Linked DNA regions of Triticum aestivum: region 1 is linked to region 2. Evidence: chromatin contacts called from public Hi-C data. All regions are on one chromosome and are shown on one strand. Each heading gives the region's core, a stretch centred on a gene start, on an enhancer-like site or on the middle of the called end of the contact. The rest is flanking DNA. Distances are from core to core; before and after follow the strand shown. Region 1 holds the start of LOC123080149 (probable membrane-associated 30 kDa protein, chloroplastic). Region 2 holds the start of LOC123080147 (5' exonuclease Apollo).

Region 1 (3,488 bases), core at 324-2,823, 200 kb after region 2:
TCTTTTGAGATGCCAAGACCTTCCAAAACCAAAAACCATGTTATAAGGTTGAATGCAACAGAATATTGTACAATAGGCTCGTATTTCCATTTTACATCTATATACATGGCACCCTCTGTGACAAGAAGATCCCACAGAAGCTAGAGATTCAAACTAACAAGAAGCTGGTAACACAAGAGGCAGCTAACCAAAACTAGCATCAACACCACAATTTTTTGTATTAGTGGCAACAACAGCAGAACTGAAGTTGTTAAAAATGTACTGTCACTGGTGCAGTTTTAGGATTATAACAATAAACACAACAAACCTGTGCAGTGGCTTGCCGCATCTTTATTAAATCATCATTCATCTCCAAGACCGCTTGATCTAGGATCTTCTCAGGGTCTTCAAATGAACTCAGAATTGCATTTGCATAGGACTAGAAAAACCAGCAAGGCACAAGCACTTAGTTAAATAAACACAAAACTATGCTACCGTGTAACGAAATATTGGCTGAAATGGCCTTACTCACCCTGACAACCCTAGTTAGTCTATCGAAGAGGTTACTCCGTATGGCGTTGCACTTAAATCTGTTGACATTTGATTGACGTACTTGCACAGCTCGAAGAGAAACTGCAGAGGATGTAGTTAACTAGAGGTCATCAACATGGCCATTGGCACAACACCAAATAACTACAAATATGAAATTCGATAAGCTCTCTACTGCAAACATATTAATGTATGTTACCAGCACGAGTGACTGCCTGAGCATGTAAGCTAAGAAGATTAAGAGACATGATAAAATGTAAATATCTGGCATGCTTTAATAGTACATGATATAGTTTGTAGCTGGAACCGCAAATTAGCATGGAATGGCTTCAATGAGCATGCTATTGGAGATTTGGAGGTCAATCCGGTTCGTTTCAGAGCAGGTTCCACAACCATAAGGAAACAATAATCACAATCTCCAAAACCTTCGGCCTATCAACCTTCCAATTTGGACCTCTACGCTAGCATAGGTGTACTCGCTAAACTAGCTAACCGAATCCACAGCTACAAGTTTATTACAGCAATCTCTGCCACAAAGCACATGAAACATGGGGGGAGCAGGGCACGAACTCGAGAAACGCACCGCTGCCGCTGAGGAAGGAGGTCCGGAGGGCGACCGGGCGGAAGCTGGCGGTTGAAGGCGGCGTCGCGAGCCTGAGGCTCGTCGGCGGGGCCCTAATCTCCATCGATTCGGGGCGTAGCGGAGGACCAGATGGAGAGAGGAACCCTAGAGTTGCAGACCCTGGGATTTCAGAACCTATGAATCAATGGATGAAGCAAAGAGAAGATCGTGAAGAGGAAGCGTACCTGGAGCTCCTGTGGCCGGAGATGGGATTGTTGGGGCTCGGGGTCGCCGGAGACTGGCGGCGCGGCTCACCTGACAGGGAGAGCGGCTTGGGTCGATTTCAAGGATTGTTTGGTGAATCGGCTGCGGAACGGGGGCGTTGTCGCAAAAGTGGCTGAGCCCTCTCCACCACCCCGATCTGGACGGTACACGCTAGATCGGGCGGCACACGAGCTCGCTCTGTGTGTGCCGGTCGGCCGGTGCATCACGCAATGAAGTCAGTGCTTCAAAAAAAGCGAGTGCTGTTTTACACGGGCCGGACCGGGCAAAGACCTGCCTGAAAATGCCAGGCCTGGGCCTGGCATGATGGCCCAAAAGTACACATTGCCTTAGCATTTTGGAGACATTCTCTAAAATAAAAGCATTTTAGAGACATTAATTTTATTATTGTACAATAAGTGGAATAATTGTATACAACTTGGAGGAAAGCTTCAATGAGAGGTATGGCGGATCTTGAGAGAGGTGAACACCCTGTCTTGAACGCCCCGACAGCTGGTTTTGGCCGGCGCATCTGACTTTCTGCCATGAACGGAGAGAGAATAACCACTGAAGCTCACAACTTGGGGTGGTCCGCGATTCACATTCTATGCTTGAATATGGGAACCACCATTAGATGGCTTAATAGGTATGATGTGTTGGCGAAGTTTTGGCTCCTGAGCTCATGTGCACCCGGATAAACAAATGCATAAGTAAGGATTAACAATAAACATGTTCACTTGTTCTAGTTGCATGCAAATTTTCAAGGAGAAATGACATTGATGTTGCTCCATAAAAACTATAGTGCTACGAAAAGCTTATTTTGAAAGTTTTTTAAAGCACCTTTTTTTCTCAGACCACCACAAATGTTGTTTCTTCACCAATTTTTGCACAGTCAAAACAAGCATACAAGTTAGTTACCAGAAAATAGATTTCATTTTTTTTGTCATTTTCCTTGATTTTATTGTCCATCCGGGTGCACACGAGCTCAGGCTTAGAATTGAATTTCTGTTAAAAGCACGAACTATATTGCACACTAAGAGGATGGTTTGTAAGGTTGAAATATATTGCACAAACCGATATTGTCAATAGAATTTCATGTAATAGTAAAAAAATACAGTGCAAACTAAGCATTGAACTCCTGCTAAAAATACAATCGCACCTCTGGCAAAAGTACTCCCTCTGTAACTTAATATACGATGTCGTCGCAAAAAAAAAACTTAATATAAGATGTTTTTTTACACTGTCATGGACTCTAATAACGTCTTATAAAATGTTACAGATACATACATGATTGTCAGAGCAATTAGTCGCTTTTGGCAGTGGCTTGCATTCCCTACGCAGTGACCTGTGATGTGAACAAAAAGCAGTGATTTTCAAGTAGTCGTGGCGGAGATAGCCACGTCCGGCTATGCTGCAGCAAAATGATCCGAGGGTCAGGAAGGCGTTGCGCCTATGGAGTAGAGCCTGATAGTTGCCGTTTTTCACGTAACAGTCAAATCTGGTGGTTCGATTCAACCTGCATGGATCAAGGCAGCGTCTGTTATCCGATCCATCCTTCCCTGTTGACTAGGGCAGTCGTTGCTCTCTCTGGAGTGCTAACCACCCTCCTCTATATATACCGGAGGAAACAAGAGTATACGCAGCTGAAAGGCGGCATTTTGAGAGAGAATCATGGCGGCGATGAGCATGAAGACGATGATGGCGTTAGCGCTGCTCCTGTGCCTGGCCGTGGCCGCGTCGCTGGGAGGCGTGGAGGCGAGGAAGCACCCGGGGAAGGAGACCCTGGGGTACTACGAGCTGCGCCGGGGCGAGTTCTCCATGGTGGTCACCAACTGGGGCGCCACCATCCTCTCCGTCCGACTCCCCGACAAGAACGGTACTGGCTGCTCTTAGGACGTATTCCCTTGATTATGTTTCTTGTTGAGATGGAGATGCTGATCGATGCATCCATGGTTAATTGGCAGGGCGCATCGACGACGTTGTTCTTGGGTACAAGACCATCGGAGGTTATGTGGTGCGCTGCTTGATCTTGAACTGTTTACTTAACCTCGGTGGTGGTGGACTGGTGGTGCCGCCGACATTGATTCGTTTGTTTGATCCTTTCTTTCTTTTTTTCTTGACGACGCAGAATGACACC
Region 2 (3,689 bases), core at 65-2,564:
TTGACATTGAGATAAGTTCAGTAGCAAATTTATATGGTTGGGTGCTAAATTTGCAAGGGTCTCACAGGGGGCGGTTAGCTGTAGGGTAGCTGCTCACATTTTGTTGATTTGGACATATCATAATGCAGCTTGCTTTCGTAACGTGTTTCCTTATGACCCAACTAGTCTTGTAGCGAAAACGGCTCATTGGTTGAACTTTTACTCTGGATTACATAAAGGCATAAAGCAGGTGTGCGCTCAATGCAGTGCTGAGGGGCAAGCTTATTTCTGCAACTGGTGTTTGAGTTCTTCAATCGGAGGCGGGGGTCAGCGCTGATGGTTGAGGATTGCCGTAACTGAGTGTTTCTGGTGAGCGTAGCTGGGAATCATCGGCCGTGGTCCATGGAGACACTTTGAGGCAAACGCTTTGCATCTGTATCTCGTTTTTGTGGTGCTCTTTTGGTCCGGCTATTATGCTACTGTTGTGCTTCTAAAAACGTTGAGAGCCTGCTTAGATCTCCCAGTAGCTGCCAAGGGTGATGCTACACCGGGAGGGGCTAGCTTGATGATGTGGTGTTTCATTTTGCATTTGAGAACTTGGGAGCTGACTATTTATCAGTTTCAGAAATGAAAGCAGTACTGATTTATGCACTAGCAAGTTGAATCTTAGGTACGATGCATTTCAGAACTTGGGAGCTGGCTGTTTATCAGTTTCAGAAATGAAAGCAGGATTGATTTATGCACCAGCAAGTTCAATCTTATGTACGGCGCATTTGTAGTAGTAGGATTGATTTATCCACTAGCAAGCTCAATCTTACAGAGTGCTGTAACACGATGAGCAGACCAAACAAGGATAAAACAACAATTACCAGGGCAGTGGTTGGCATCGTACGCGGTGACGGAGAAGGCGCCGGCGGGGTCATCCACCTTGAACGTCCTCCCCACCTCGACCTCCACGAACTCCCCCTGGTCCAGCTGCAACACGGCCGCACCGCGCGAGAAATCTCAATCCACCGCAGCAAATTCAAAATCTACCGCGTCTCTCTGGGAGACAGGCTAAGGTACCTGGGGAAAGTGGCGGAGGGCGAGGGACAGGGTGAGGCGGGTGGCGTAGAGGGCGCCTCCTCCGGGGTCGGCCCCGGCGCCGGCGCCGACGAGGTGGTCCCGGTGCGCGTGGGTGAGGAAGCGGTGGCGCCGGCGGCGGGAGGAGGGGCCCCACGTGTCCACGGCGAAGGGGAGCCCCCGCGGCATCTCTATCGGCATCCTCCCCGGAACTTTGTGAAATTGCGGGCGGGCCCTCCTCCGCTTCCTCGGAAGCGCGCCGCTTCGTCGGGAGTTGGTTGGGTCGGTTTTATATTCCTCGAGTGGGAAGAGTGTTCTCCTTCCGCTGGAAGGAAGAGAAATGGGTTCGTGGATTCGGGTTCTCACTTCAGTTTAGTGGCCGGACCGAGGCCCAGGACCCGCTAACTTGCCGCCTTTGCTAAGTTCGTAAGTTGGCTGGCACTGACAGGTGGGCCCACATGCCAGTGCTCTGTCTTTTGCCCGCCAGGGCTTGGGCCTTCCCATTCTGCTTCCTCTGGGCCTAACAACTAACTATTGCAATTTCAAAGTTCAAAAAAAAAAAAAACTCGGTCCAGTGGAATGGATGTAATTGTATGGATGCGGCTATTCTGCACCCGGGCTCAGATGAGGCCGGATGTGAACAGTAAAAGCGTTTGAAATAGTAAAAAATGTAAATAATTTTGTGATGCAAGATGCTTATGTGCGTGTTGTCCGTGTAAAATTTGGTGAAGTCTGGACATTCGAGGAGCTCGTGATGAAAAAGATAGATTTTGGGTGTCTGAGAAACTTTTGAAAACAACACTATTCACATATGATTTTGACTTTTTTGTCAGGACCTCCTCGAATGTTCAAACACCCCGAAATTTTGCAGCTCCTCCAATGTCCAAACACCTGAATTTTTGCATGAACATCACGCCTTTGAGCATTTTGCACCACCCAAAAAAAATCATTTTTTTTATTTTATCGGGTGTAGATGAGCCCGGGCAAACAAGTTGAATTTTCGTCTTAAAGCATCTTCTGAGATTCTGAAATTATGGGATGAAAGTACAAGCGTCCTGTACTGCGCACAAAACACAAGAGGGGCATTCACGCGCGCCCCTCCTCTGCCGCACGCCACGCCTCGTCGTCACGACGCGCCGCGGGTTGCTGAAACGTTTTGCTGTAGTATCCTCTTGCCACCGTTCCGAACCACTGAGCTTATGTCGGGACAGTAGGCCTCCGAAATCTCACCTCTTTGAGTCATGTACGGGAGAAGGGTGATAAGGTGATAAGGTTTTTGGGAGCGCTCTGCGTGACTACTGACCAGATCATCACGGACGCTCAAGACACCACGACGACTTCTTCCCCGGCGTCGACAACCTCTTCAACAACATGGCTGGCGAGGATGTCGACCCAAGACCAATGCTTCTGCTGCTGTTTCGTACGTTCTTATGCTCTTTCTGTTTGAGGTTATGTTTGCTCTAGATGTGTTTGGTTCTAATTCATATATGCAGATGCTATTACCTTCTCTCTGTCAGATTGCATAACTTGTTTTATCTCTGCTATATTAGTCATACTTTATCTAGTATTTCTGTTAATAAAATTATTCGGTAAATTGCTCATATTTCCAACAAAATGTACGTACGTATAAAGTCATCAAGAATCAAATCAAGAAGGCAGATACCGACAATCAAAATGACAGCGTTGGACGGCAAGACACATTCAAACAGCACGGTCCGAACGGATGCGAGTGGTTTAAGAGTCCGCGTTGGAGATGCTGGTTTATTTATGAGAGGAAAGCAAAAGTTTCTTGGGTTTGTTTCCAGGGGGCAAAAACCAACTTTGATCTTTGGAGGAGTACAACACACAGAAACAGAGCAGAGGTAATTCACACTTGCAGTTACAATTTGAGATTTTCGGAGTACTGTCTCATAGCTCTCCCGTAGGCTGGCCTTTGGGGAGAGAGCACCAGCTTTCTGGCAAATGTACGTACGTACCATGTCAAGAAACAAATCAACAAGGCAGACACCGACGATCTGCTTAGCATAACAGCTCTACCAACTAATTAAGCAGCGGCCTTATGCTGCTGTCACCTCATGCACACTCTCTCTGTGCAGCGGCGGCTACACCTGGGCGGCGACCTTGTCGACGACGGCGGTGTCGTCATTGACCTTGATCTTTGCCTCGCCCATCTCCACCGCCGCGGCCGCCTTCTTGGCGTCCTCCACCTCGTCGGCCTCGTCGCCGGCGTCCTCCCCCTTGCCGGCCGGCACGGCGCCGGCAGCGGGGCCCTTGTTCTTCCGGTAGATGGCGTAGAGGATGAGCTGCATCAGGCCCAGGAAGCTCCCGCACCCGTTGGGGATCTGCATGCATGCGCGCGCGTAAAAATACGTGTCAGCTTCTTTTTTTTACTTTTGAACTACATGTTGTACTCCAGCAATGCGCCGCATGTCTCGCTGGAGCATTCAATGGCTACAGCTAGCAGTGCAGCGCACACCGTACCGGCCGTGCAGTGCATGGGTTTGCTAGTACCCATCGGCCAGCACGACATGGATGGATCATGGATCAGAACGACATGTCGATGGGATCTTGGCTTGGCAGGGGTGGAGAAGAGAGATGACGTACGTAGATGAAGGGGTCGAGGCCGAGCAGGCCGTAGATGAACCAGG

Evidence for each region. A called contact is a pair of places that touch in the nucleus more often than the background predicts.
Region 1: a Hi-C map of leaf shows a contact between it and region 2, with 5 times the contacts expected there. The contact joins the promoter of LOC123080149 here to the promoter of LOC123080147 in region 2. A contact is called at or near these places in 2 of 5 Hi-C or Micro-C datasets (both in leaf) and 1 of 1 datasets of contacts at active chromatin or transcription factors (leaf).

The regions. Positions count from the first base shown.
Region 1 is chr3D:518,132,902-518,136,389 of IWGSC CS RefSeq v2.1, forward strand. It overlaps LOC123080149 (probable membrane-associated 30 kDa protein, chloroplastic), which reads right to left and starts at 1,574. Exons shown (of 12, transcript XM_044503038.1): 1 at 1,336-1,574; 2 at 1,112-1,255; 3 at 512-612; 4 at 308-418; 5 at 1-19. The coding sequence starts at 1,214. LOC123075172 (galactose mutarotase) reads left to right here and starts at 2,979. Exons shown (of 3, transcript XM_044497839.1): 1 at 2,979-3,227; 2 at 3,316-3,365; 3 at 3,480-3,488. The coding sequence starts at 3,023.
Region 2 is chr3D:517,931,061-517,934,749 of IWGSC CS RefSeq v2.1, forward strand. It overlaps LOC123080147 (5' exonuclease Apollo), which reads right to left and starts at 1,315. Exons shown (of 5, transcript XM_044503034.1): 1 at 1,045-1,315; 2 at 849-954. The coding sequence starts at 1,242. It overlaps LOC123080148 (bidirectional sugar transporter SWEET1a), which reads right to left. Exons shown (of 6, transcript XM_044503035.1): 5 at 3,646-3,689; 6 at 2,886-3,383. The coding sequence ends at 3,144.